2 separate regions of the Mus musculus genome follow, and region 2 is linked to region 1. Evidence: chromatin contacts called from public HiChIP or PLAC-seq data. All regions are on one chromosome and are shown on one strand. Each heading gives the region's core, a stretch centred on a gene start, on an enhancer-like site or on the middle of the called end of the contact. The rest is flanking DNA. Distances are from core to core; before and after follow the strand shown.

Region 1 (3,700 bases), core at 1,095-3,594:
TATAAATGTTTATGTCACATTTACATAAAAATGTTTATTCATATGCTATTTCCTTTCACCTGGCTGACAGATTTTAAGATCTGGTCTCCATCAGTCACACAGTGATATGGTCTTGTCTCCTCGATGTTGCACGATCCTCTGTTGTACAGCTCAGCGCTCATGTATTTCTCCCAATGCTGACAAACATGTACGTTGCTTCCATCTGTCTGCTATCATAAGCAGTATAGCCAGGAACATTCTGAAGGATGGAAGGCAGCCTGCTTCAGTAAACAAACCCACATGTAGTCTGTGATTGTTAAACAACACGTTATGTGTGTCTCTAGCATTAAAACTTTCACATAGTCTAATCCTGTCTCAGTTGATGTGGCATAGGAAGAAGATCCCGCACACTGAAGACTGAGGCAAGGGGACTGTGAGTTCAAGACTACCCTAAGCTTCACAGCAATTCCTGTAACAGCCAGACAAGCAAAGCAGCAACTCTCAGTTCCCCAGTGCCAGAGTAGTGACTTTTTTTCTGAACTCTACCAATCCCAACATATTACTAATCAATGTAACCAACACTGTCTACCAATAGATCACAGGTAATATTTAACAACAATAAAAAATGAGAAATTAGTACACATATCTAGATAAACATCTCTCTGCTTAGCCCAAAGCTTTTTAATGTTCAATCAGCCATCACTGAATTAACATTACTGAATTCAGCAGCTTCAGACATTATTCTAGAACTTGGGGATCAATGGTAAGTAAGGCAGAGGCTGCTCCCCCAGAGTGTGTGCTTGTTCTAGGATAGTCAGAGTGACATAGTGAGACCCTGTCTTGAAAAACCAGGGCAGGGGGAATAATAGCCAAATTAGCAAACACAAAATATACCATGGGGTGACACTTGCTTTGCTGTTAGATGGGGTATGGTATAATTCAAGGCATTCCCTGCAACTAGAGTCCAGGAGAACTTTCTGGATCAAGGACCAGTTTAGCTGGCCATCCTAACTTCTCCAAGTGAAGAAACAAATGTGTAATTTCAGTTAATTTTTGTCAATAGTAACTTAAATGTTAAAAGCCACACGTGACTAGTGCCTACTGTGAAGGGCAGCAAAGTTTGTCCAGGATCATGGTAAGAGTAGCTGTCCAGCACCAACCCACACACAAAACCCTTGACCCAAAATTTTCTCTGGCTTCAAGATATGCAGGAATAAAGATGGAGCAGAGATTGAGGGAATGGCCAACCAATGACTGCCCTGACTTGAGACCCATCACATAGGAGAGAGCTAACCCCTAACACTATTAATGATATTCTGCTATGCCTGTAGACAGGAGCCTAGCATAACTGTCATCTGAGAGGCTCCATCGAGCAGCTCATGGAAACAGATGCAGAAACCCACAGCCAAACAATAAGCAGAGCTCAGGAAATCTCGTGGAAGAGTTATGGGAAGGACTGAGGGAGCTGGAGGGGTCAAGGAATCTACAAGAAAACCTACAAAGCCAACAAAACCAGTCCCATGGGGCTCACAGAGACAAAACCACCAACCAAAAAGTTTGCATGGTCTGATCCTAGACCCCCTCTACATATGTATCAGATGTGCATCTTGGTTGTCATGTGGACCCCTTAACAATTGGAGCAGAGGTGGGAGGGGGGCTTGCCTGCCTTTGGATCCCTTTTGTCTAGCTGGGCTACCTCGTTAGACCTCGGGAGGAGAGGCGGGAGAGTACGTCCTTTGTTCTTAGTGTGCCAGGGTAGGTTGCTACCCTGGGAGGGTGTGGGGGGGAGGGGCAATAGGGGGAAATCCCCTTCTCTGAGGAGAAAAGAAGGAAGGAACGAGGTGGGAGGATGGGGACTGGGAGGAGAGGAGGAAGGGGGACTTCAATAGGGATGTAAAGTGAATAAAGAGACAGACAGACAGACAGACAGACAGACAGACAGACAGACAGAAGGCAGGCAGGCAGGCAGGTAGGCTGGCAGGCAGGCAGGCGGCAAACAAATAAAAGATGGAGAAGAGTGGCTGTCCAGACATGCTGAACCTGAGGAGGCTGCATCTAAGTTGGTGCTCACAACCACTGCAGCATCCTGCATCTGCTGACACTTGGAAGAGAGCCTAATTAGTTTGGGTTGTTACTTACAAAATACAGCTGGTTTCTGCTGGTGGGAAAGTTGGGAGTGGAGAGGTGATGATACAGAGGAGCGGGAAATGGGAAGGAGGCATCTTGGGGAACTGTGAGGTGTCAGGAAGCAGGACACAAGAGGAAGGGCTGGCCTTGGAGAGCCATGGTGAATCCCCTCACCAGGAAGCAGCAACAGGAGCACAGAAGCTGTGTGCAGCAGGCAGAGCCAGGATAATGAGGGTGTGGCAGCCCCTTGCTGTGTTCCCCACGGAGAAGAGCTTTTGGAAAGCAGGAACAGATCAGACAGGGAGGGGACATAGGAGGAAAGACAGGGTAGTGGCAGCTTTGGAGAACAGCTGTGTAACAGAGCAGCTAACAGTTTTGAGTCCCGTTTTCAAATTTGTTGTTGTGAGTTTTTCATGCTAACGCACAGTATGGCTAATTTTGATTTTTTTTTTCCCGGCAACTTTTTTTTATGACACCTGGGAGTTTGTGCTGAGAAAACACTGAGTATTGGGCTACATCCAAACCTAGCTTCTTCAGCTGATTGGGGACAGGCACACAGCTAGCATGTTTGTTGCAGAAGGAGAGCCAGAGGGACAAGGGAGTTCAGTATGTTTGCAAGGAAGTTATTACACATGAAATCTAAGTTGATTCAGGAAAGAAATGAGAGCATGAAACTGATGACAGTGAGGATGTAATAAAGCCTGCAAGTCCAAACTAAAACATGAATAGGGTTAGTGTTTGGGTTTTGTGGCTTTTATTGACCCTGACAACCTGATCCTAGAGTTTACATGAATGTACCAAGGATTAAGAACATTCAGGGGTCTGGGGCCTTTGCTCCGCGGTACAGCACTTGCCTTGAAAGGACCTGGTTTGGTTCAATCCTTGGAGAAAAAGGAAGGAAGAAGAAGGAGGAGAAGGAGGAGAAGGAGGAGAAGGAGGAGAAGGAGGAGAAGGAGGAGGAGGAGGAGGAGGAGGAGGAGGAGGAGGAGGAGGAGGAGGAGGAGGAGGAGGAGGAGGAGAAGGAAGAGAAAAGGAGGAGAAGGAGGAGAAGGAGGAGGAGGAGGAGCAGGAGAAGAAGGAGGAGAAGAAGAAGAAGAAGAAGAAGAAGAAGAAGAAGAAGAAGAAGAAGAAGAAGAAGAAGAAGAAGAAGAAGAGAAAAAGAAGGTCATGACCCAGTAAACTGATGAAGAACCAAGCTGTGGGACCCTAACAGCAGATACCAGGATTTACTTTTTTAAAATATAGTAATTATCACAACACAAAATGGATCACAGAGAAAAATGTAGTACTGGCCACACATACCAAAAAGAAGTGCACTGATTACATTTCAGGTAGATGTTGTATACACAGGGTGGGGCTGTTATACAGGCTGTGGGTCATATGGGAGTTCCACTTTAACTTGTAAGGAACTTCCATACTGCTTTACATAAAGGCTGTGACAAATTCCATCCCCAGCAACATCTTTTTGATGACAGCTATTCTAACAGGTGTAAAGTGATATCTCAATAGTTTTCTTTATTTCCCTGACAACTGGTAATGAAGAGCATTTCTCATGCACTTGGTCATTCTAACATTTGCGCATTTCTAAATCAGG
Region 2 (3,458 bases), core at 313-2,812, 58 kb after region 1:
TGGAGGAACCTGTCCAACCCTGGCGTAGGACACACAAAGAACAATCATGAAAAGGACAGCTTTAATTGTCTTCATCTTCAATTTTTCTTCCAAGAAAACTATCAAGGATGGTTAGGTAGACTCCTGAGAAAATCACAATTCTCTCATGAAAGAGATCAAATCTTTCAAGCAGCCATGAAAAAGAAAAAGAAACACCGAGTACTTCCCAAATCACCGACCAAGCAATTTTGTCCCTTCTCAGAAGACAGCCAAGTGATAAAAGAAATGCCTGGTAAAACCACGGAGGCATTCTGTCAGCCCAGGCAAGGGCTGTTCAGCTGACGCACACTTCAGCATAGTCACACCTCCACATCATGCACTAGTGTAGGACTCCACGTACATAAATGTCCAAGTCTATAGGGAGAGGAAGTGGACTGCTGAGGTCATGTGGTGGAGAGGAAAGGGCGTGCCGGCTCTTCACCAGGAGGCATCATTTTGGATGTGATTGAATATTCTGAAATTGATCTACGGTGAGGATCATAAACTTTCTAGAAGTCACTGAATCCTGTCTTTTAAATGGATGGATTCTATGACATAAATTATAGCTGAATAAAGCTACATTTAAAACAGGTATTGTAACCAGGTGTGATTGGTCCATCCGTGGCACTGCGGAAGGCTGAGGCAGGATACAATGAATTCAAAGTCATCTTAGACTACCTTAAAACCATGGCTCAAAAAACCAAAATCAAAACAACAACAACAACAACAACAAAAACCTAAAGCAGGGGCTGTCCAGGTCTGAAATTCCTCTGCTACCTTGCAGGTCTGTCATGAACACGCCCTATGTGTTTTGTTCTTTCTCTATGCCCATCATGAAAAGTTGCTATAATTGAAATGCGGAGCACATACTACCACATCTAAAGTTCCATAGAATCACCAGATTTGAGACTAGAAACACAAACAAGGAATCTTTCCTAATCTGGAGAAAGAGGAAGAAAAAAAGAAATGTAACTATTGTCTGGAGGTTAGGAGCACTCTACAATGTACCTACTCTTTACAACAAATGACCCATCAGGGAAAACCGTTTTCCACCTGAAAATAAGTCCAGAGGCCGAGCCCCTAAGACAAGTTTTCCATAACATTTATCAAATGCTGCTTGGTTTTACTTTTAAAGTAGGCACTGTTCCCCACGGGGCGCGAAGCTGGGAAGTTTTGTTCTCAGAACCGGGTGGCTTGGCTGCTCTGCACCCTGCTGAGCCCCTCAATTCCCTCAAGGCGGCTCCTAAGACCGTCTCTGTCCAGTACCCTGCACGCCCTAAGTGTCCCTAGGCGTTTCCCCAAACGCGCTCCGACGCCTTTTCCCATCAAGTCCCCGGACACCACAGGCGACCTTCACGCCTCCCCAGAGAACCCCACACCGCAGGAAGAGGCGCCAGTCCGCTGGCCTCCCCCGGGGACCGTCGGGGGGGGGGGGCGAGGGAGGAGCTGGCCGGCCACCGCCCTACGGGGGCGGGAGGGGGAGGGCTGGGGACCGCTCCTAGCCCCTGCTGGCGCCCCCCGCACAGTGCTCATGCGCGCCGCCCGTCTTTATAGCGGCCACGGAGCCGCGCTTGCCGCACTCGGGTGTAGCCGGGCGGATCCCACGCAGGTGCGGGACCCGGGGAGGTGCATAGGGTCTGTGCCTCTGCCTGTGTGTCCTGGCGTACCCCACGCTGGTCCGAGGTGGCACAGCGCGTCTGGAGCTGCTCGAACTGCAGCGGTCGGGTTCTCCCGCCTTCGCCGGCTTCCGAGGAGCGCAGGGCCGTGCGGTCCCCGGCGAACCTCGTTCACGCCTCACTCTCCCGCAGGTCCACGGAGATCCTCGCCATGCCCTCGTCCAGGATCCCTGCTCTCTGCCTCGGTGGGTACACTCCCATCCCCTACCCCTCGCCCTCTCGCGCGGGCGGAGGCTGTAGCCACCTCGCTGTCCTCTCTCCGCAGGTGCGTGGCTGCTGCTGCTGCTGCTGCCCCGGTTCGCGCGCGCCGAGGGAGCGGGTGAGTTAGGTGCGGGAGGAGGGAGATGGGGAGGACAGGGTCAGTTCCCGCAGGCTAGGGACCTGCGTAGGGATGCGGGGCTGCAGAGGCGGAGACCCGCCCTCACCCATCTCCAGCGCAGCCCTCGGGCTTGCCTGTTTTTCCACGCCAGGGTCCCCGGGGTCCGTTTGTGCCTCCTTCCCGGGAGCACGCCACCTAGCCCCGGGACCATTCGTCCCGAGTTACTCCGTTGTTTTCCGGGCTGGGGACAACTGTTTGGTCCCAGCCCACAGAGGAGGGCTGCTCACATCCTGGTCCCACCTAATCCGATCACCTCGCTGTGCTGTGCGTTTGTGCTTGTAACCCCTTTGGAAAACAGCGTCGGCGGTTCCTATATCTATCTCCCTGGGAGCCTCAAAAGAGTTTGTTCCACGTGTAGAAGTCCGAGTGTGGTTCGGTGTCTTTTCTGCGATGTAAGAGAGTTTCGCTTCTAAAATCTTACGCTTGCTTTTCTTCAAAGTAGAAATGGTAAGTACCTTTTGCCCAACAAAGCAAGTGTTAGCAGCTCCGGACAATCTCGGTCCTGGATTCCAGAGTCGTTGTCGCCCCACTCCCACCTACCCCCACCCCCGTCGCTGAAAAGGGAAAAGATTTGGGTTATTTCATAGAGTTGCAAGGCTCCTATTTGAAGTTAGGATTTTAACCGAGCCTGAAGAATTGATATTGCACCTTGCGTCTTCCCTTTTCTTCCGTGGTCCAGGCAAGGATCCTTGGCAGAGGCAAATTACTCAACTTTTAAAACCATCCTTTCTTGCCTCGTGGGAGAGACTTTTTTTTTTTTTAAATTGGTCCGACTGACTGTAAGATTTAAGCATATTAGCAGTGCTTTCTTTTAAAAAAAAAAAGGGGGGGGGTGCTGCCTTCCATATTCCTTTGGACAGATCTGGAGGAGATACAATCAGATTCAAGTAGAGGACTAATTTCCTTGTGTCCTAGCCTTTGGGATTTGCGGCGTGCTCCGTAGGCTAATTAACTCTATGACTTTCATTTCCTCAATTGTAAAATATATGATCCAGGCACCTGTTAACTGGTTGGTTTATGTGAATGTGGGACTGTAAAGCCCTGACTGTATCAGGTAATGGGCCAGACAGCCCCCTGGGAAGGGTAGCTGAAGACGTTTGCATTTGTCTATGAAGACACTCCACAAAGGCTCAATACAGATGTACCGTCATCATAAATAACTGGAAAGAGTTCATCACAATTAAGATCTTTTTTTATTTCTAGGTCAAAGACTAATGCTATTTTCTCATTCTGATGCACTTTTTCAATTACATTTTCCAAATTGATGAAGAACTGGAAACAATGTCACATTAGATATCTGTAGTAACTTGGCCCTAGATTAAATTGGAAACCCCTTTGGGCTTGCTAATATCTAAAACGGTGTCAACATTTAAGTCGGTGTTTTG

Evidence for each region. HiChIP or PLAC-seq counts read pairs in DNA pulled down with a chosen protein or histone mark.
Region 2: a contact with region 1 is called in an H3K4me3 HiChIP or PLAC-seq map of embryonic stem cells, with 22 read pairs. The contact joins the promoter of Coch here to the enhancer-like site in region 1. A contact is called at or near these places in 1 of 39 promoter capture datasets (liver), 2 of 484 Hi-C or Micro-C datasets (the G1E-ER4 cell line and nephron progenitors) and 2 of 115 datasets of contacts at active chromatin or transcription factors (both in embryonic stem cells).

Annotation. Positions count from the first base shown.
Region 1 is chr12:51,533,102-51,536,801 of GRCm38.p6, forward strand. No RefSeq gene overlaps it. Among named protein-coding and RNA genes, the nearest start is that of Coch, 58 kb to the right of the region's middle. Within about 2 kb of position 2,345, at least 7 of the 459 cell types and tissues checked have an H3K27ac peak or open chromatin away from gene starts, as enhancers often do. A contact at or near this core is called in embryonic stem cells, where this site is marked.
Region 2 is chr12:51,591,779-51,595,236 of GRCm38.p6, forward strand. It overlaps Coch (cochlin), which reads left to right and starts at 1,563. Exons shown (of 12, transcript NM_001198835.1): 1 at 1,563-1,627; 2 at 1,827-1,879; 3 at 1,960-2,013. The coding sequence starts at 1,846.